Regions from separate parts of the Danio rerio genome. Here region 2 is linked to region 1. Evidence: chromatin contacts called from public HiCAR-type data. All regions are on one chromosome and are shown on one strand. The core of a region is the stretch at or near the end of the contact, and the rest is flanking DNA. Distances in the headings are between cores, read along the strand shown. Region 1 holds the start of ptafr (platelet-activating factor receptor). Region 2 holds the start of kdm1a (lysine (K)-specific demethylase 1a).

Evidence for each region. HiCAR-type assays count read pairs that join an accessible place to other places.
Region 2: a HiCAR-type map of caudal fin shows a contact between it and region 1, with 6 times the contacts expected there. The contact joins the promoter of kdm1a here to the promoter of ptafr in region 1. A contact is called at or near these places in 1 of 18 Hi-C or Micro-C datasets (caudal fin) and 1 of 4 datasets of contacts at active chromatin or transcription factors (caudal fin).

The regions. Positions count from the first base shown.
Region 1 is chr17:29,457,574-29,460,273 of GRCz12tu, reverse strand. It overlaps ptafr (platelet-activating factor receptor), which reads left to right and starts at 1,330. Exons shown (of 2, transcript XM_001342336.7): 1 at 1,330-1,412. The region is part of intron 3 of LOC141378579; the gene reads right to left.
Region 2 is chr17:29,583,636-29,586,335 of GRCz12tu, reverse strand. It overlaps kdm1a (lysine (K)-specific demethylase 1a), which reads left to right and starts at 1,294. Exons shown (of 21, transcript NM_001242995.1): 1 at 1,294-1,319; 2 at 2,588-2,700. The coding sequence starts at 2,609. It overlaps tmem30b (transmembrane protein 30B), which reads right to left and starts at 661. Exons shown (of 8, transcript NM_001002179.1): 1 at 578-661.

The DNA.
Region 1 (2,700 bases), core at 81-2,580:
TTTACAGACACATTCTAGAGACACCAAAGGCTTATCCTACATCTTGTAAAAGGGGTAAAATGGGTGCGCTTTAATGTAGTTAGAAGTACACCAGCATTCTACCTCTAGTCTCCGCAATCGGGGCTGTTGTTATGGTTTTTATTCTCTTTCCGTCATCAATGTTAAGCTGCTTTGACACAATCTACATTGTAAAAAAGCACAATAGAAAAAAAATGAATTGAATTGAACTTAAAGTGTTTCCCCCATGATTATGATCCAAAGGTGGCTGAGAGAGCTGAAATACATGCAAATTAATAAAACACATGCAAATAAAAAACAGTAACAAATTGAACAAAAATTAATTCAGTTGCTTCCTGAAGAGTCAGCTGTATTGTCAGAATGATTTTTGACATTTATTTTAACAGCCTGATCAGACTGTTCCTTGTTTGTATTTTTGCAGCTATAGTAATCTGACCAAAAGTCAAATAGCAATGAAAGATTCCTCAAAAAATATATTTCTTATATAAATTCATAAGGGTGTCAATAATTATAAATTTTGCAAACATATTTGCTTTTAATAAGAATGTGCTACATTTGCAATGATTTCCTTGATAGTTATGATTTTTGTTTTAAAAAAAGTGTAAAGTTGCACTTATTTTCATTCATTTATTCATTTTCTTTTCGGCTTAGTCCCTTTATTAATCAGGGGTTGCTACAGCAGAATGAACCGCCAACTTATCCAGCATATGTTTACGCAGCGGATGCTCTTTCAGCTGCAACCCAACACTGGTAAACACCCATTCACACTCAGACACACACATATACTACAGACAACTTAGCTTATTCGATTCACCTATTGCACATGTCTTTGAACTGTGGGGGAAAGAGACACTGCAGCGACTTTCTTGCTGAGGCAATCATGCTACCCACTGCGCCACTATGACTCCCCCTGTCCCCTATTTTTTCTTAATAAAATATTACTTTTTTTGGAACCACTAATTGTTACATTTTGTTGTGACACATGGTTATTAAAATGTTGATAAAAAAGAAAAATATTTAAAAAGATGAAAATTATTATGTATTTTCATATACAATAAATATCACTATATTAAGAAGTGTCCAACAATAAAGATAAATCGTTCTTATGATATTTGTACATTATTATGAGTTTTTCTTTTTTTGCTATGGCACACCAAATGACACTTTCTCACACTTGTTATTTTATTTTATTGCTTATTTAGTTTAATTTCCTTGGCTACATCTAGAGAAAGAGAGAGAGAGAAAGAGAGAGAGAGAGAGAGAGAGAGAGAGAGAGAGAGAGAGAGCTGAAGGCGTGAAAGAAAGAGGTGTAACTGCGTTTCAGATACGACGAAGAGTTGAAAGTTTCTAAAAGAGCAGCGCGAGCAGCACCTTCACTCACTGGCATTTATAAGGTAGGTCAAAGGATAAATGCAACTTTATGCTCATTCTCAAATAAAAAAAGCTACTTACACCGTGTCTGTACTGTGGGCGATGAAGTGACAAAAACCGCTCGCTTCTTATGTGACATACTAACGTTAGATGCTATCTCTCACAGTATATAGGCTACTCGTGTTTACTTCTTGTCTCATCGTCTTGCTTAGTCAAAATTTTGTTCAGATATCATACGACTCAGAAAAAGCGAGTCGAACTGTCATAGTCCTACATGTATCTTTTTTTTATCTCAAGAGTTTGTTGGTGCTTCATTACAACTACAATACGTTAACGATCATTGTTCTGTTTTGCGTATTGCGAAACACGTTTATTGGTGTAAGACAACAAAATTCCCACAATGTAAACGAGGAACATGTAATGCCGGAAAAGCCCACTGTATGTTTCATAGGCAATAAAGATGCCTCGTGGGATGAAATACCTAAATGGAAAGCATGTCGTCAGAACAGTGCGGATGTTGCAATGCAAATAAGCAATAATGGCACATATGTGGTGCTGAAAACTATATTTTAGGGGAACCCGGAGCTAGGTGTAACAGGTGCTGTGTCTGTGAATTCTGTCCTGTTAACAAAATTAAAGTATAATAATATTTTTTTTGCTTAGTAAAAAGTTAATAAAACCACAAATAGCATTTCAGACAGAAAGTCTACTGTATAATGATGCCACGACGACGATGCTATATAAATTTTAAATATGCGACGTGTTTAAAAGTATATATGCAATATCAAGTTTTCCCCCATTCTACTCAGTAGTGTTTGGGTTCTCATAATACTTTTCGGTTGCTAAATAATTGATAAATAATGTCCAGTTAATATCATGGGTGGTGATAGAAACTAAAAAAAAATTAAAGTCAAGAATTTGCTGTCTGTATGTGTATTAAAAGAATAAGAAACACATGCACAAATAAATGAATGCAACTAGAAAATCTGTTTCAAGAATTTTGCATAAGAAGTGTGATGGTAATCTGACATAAGTCCTTTGAAACTACTGTTGTAGCATAGGGTCGTGGTTTACATAAAATGCAGCTTCACTGATTCACTTCCTGCTTATAGGAGATTGCAGATAAATATGCAATGATACAAAAACCCAAATGCTGTAGCTTTCAGTAAATGTAACGATAAGAAAAAAGAATGCATATCTGTTCTCGCTGTGCGCCAGAGAAAACAGATGTTGCTTTTCTCCCACATTTCATGAAAGTGACGTGTGATTTTTTTTTCATCTATCTCTGTGTAATGTGAAGTCAATTGCACT
Region 2 (2,700 bases), core at 45-2,544, 130 kb before region 1:
AATGTGTAAAGTTGAAAGTTGAAGAAAAATGTACTAAAACACATTTAAAAAAAAATGTAAATCCTGAGAAACAGAGTTTTCAAGAAGTCTTAATTATTTTCATGGTAGTATATTTAAAATAATGAATCAATATAATGGACAAGAGGTCACAGTACAGTACAAAAAACTGCAGAGCCAATTGTAAATTGTAATTGTATAGCAACATCAACAGTTATATTGCTAAAACTCCACAGAACAGAATGAAGTGTTTAAACAATTTCTATTATAAGCAAACACCAATTTTGATTGGCTGATTGAGTCACAAATAATGTTACGTATAAATTGTTTTGGTTTGTTACATTTGACTAAAAAGTAATGTGTTTATTATTAATTGACCAATGTATGTCTCTTAACGGTCTTCTTCTAATAACTTATTTTGATTACAGTTAAGGTTAATTCCCTTGAGAGTAACCGACAGTAAAACAACAACCGATGACAATCGCAGGAAAACAAACAAACCCGTGCTTCAAAAACCTCAATCACTGATGATCACAGTTTTAAGAGTAGGAGTCTTAAAGCCATAGAAAACAAAACTCACCTCAAAAAAGAGTTTGGCGTTTGCAGTGCGGCTTTTCTTAGATGCCCTCTTTTATAAAATCGTAAATTACATCGAAAAACAAAAGACACACCTTCACAAAGTCCCGTACCTGTTTTACTTGTTCAACACCTGGGTCAGCTTTTCCGCCTTTCGTATGCTCCTCCTATTTCACATACGTCACACCGCTGACCCCTCCCGGATTAGACTGGTGGTTTAATTATTTTTAGATGATATATATCGTTTAGACATATATCGTTTATTTTACAGTCTATGGTTTAGACATCTAAACTTGATATTAACTGGCTAATATTAGTTTCATAAAATTCTGAATTTGCAGCTTGTAGACATGTTTTTATAAAAAATTGTTTAATATGATATAGTATTCAGCATGTTAATCTTTCAGATTATGTTAGTGTAGGCGACTTAATTATAAATTATTTTAAGACAATCTGTGTCACCCTAGCATGTTTACTGGGGTTCTCTGATGATCCCGAATTTACATTTTATGTTGTTGATTCAGAGTATACATTTTGCATACAGGTGAAACGTGCAAGCAGAATTTGTATAACCTACTAGACCTTACTTTCCGCAACATTTGATTGATGGTATTTTTAGCCAATTACAATGCTGAACGATTAAGATCCCACCCGTTTACTTTCAGCGTCTACTCTGATTGGCTGTGTGATTCCAGCAGGGACAGTCGTCTGTTTCTTTGTGTGAAACCCCCCACAGCAGCGAGGAGGTAAATATGAAAAATATTATTTTTTCATATATAAACAAAGCCTAACACGTAAAATGAGATTAACGCATACCAGTTACAAACATTTAGTATGATTTACACTAAAATTAGCAAAGAGGAGCTTGAATGTTTTAAATAACGTTAGTTGTGTAAGCATTATGAAAAGCTCGTGCCGCTAGCAATAGCATTTTAGCTAGCCACTGCATCAGAACATCAGTTGACGTTATTCCCTTATTTCATCATAGTTTCAAAATATGTTTTATTTGAACGTTTTATGAAAAACATTTTTAATAGCTTAGCTAACATTCAGAGCTGCGATTGATGTTCTGATCATAAATTTGTGGATTTTCTTCTCTGCTAACGTTAGCACAATTAAAACATCTAAACTGTTTAAGATACATTAACGTTACAGGTGTAAAGCTAAACACCGATAAAGGCAATTATGTTCATGTCGAATTTTAATGCAGGTCAAACATCTGTTTATTTGGGTATAATGCTAGAGCATTTGTGAACGTTGTGTAACGGTTTGTTCACGATCTGTTGAGCAGAGATATTGAGCCAAAATATAAACAATACGTTCAGTAATAATACATAATCATAATGAACATGTGATCATTACTCGTATAGGCTCCTTTCAAAGTAATTTGTTTGTTTACAAACGGCAGGTGCACAACGTCGACATTAAACGTATGCAAACCTCATGTTGTTTTGATGATAGTCATTGTTTTTTTTTTATTGAATACAAGAATAATATCACTGCATTGAAGAAAAAAACAACACAAAAATAAAGAAAGAAAAAAAATTAAATTACAAAGCCTCAATCATTAAGAAAAAAACATTATCATAAGCTTTAAGAAACGTATTATTTTTCTTATTATTAATAAGCTTAAGAAATTCAATATAGTACGAAACTTCGACAAGGAAAGTATTAAATATAGGTATTGTTTTTAGCAACTTATTTGTGTATAAAAAATTTACAATAAGATCGAGAGCATGATCATTACCCGAGAAATACAGAACTATATCTTTTATAGACAAATTTAAATCATGATTAAATGAGGACGATAAATAAAAAATATTGTTACTCCAAAGATGTTTGAGGATAGTCATTCACACGTAGGCCATTTGTACATGTGCTCTGTGATCGCACATTCTAAATATGTTTGGTATATGAGGAGTCTAATATAGTCATGATCTATAGATATTTAAATATTCTGGCCTCTGGTTGTCTATTGTTGGTATACATGCATTCAGCTCTTTTCTCTATTAAGGAGAAGCCTCTGTCATCTGTGATGTTGTCCAATAAGAAGTCAGACCCAGGCTCCTCCTCTTCGTCAGGGGGTAATGGTGGTGATCGTGCTCCTGAAACCCTTGCTGCCCCTCA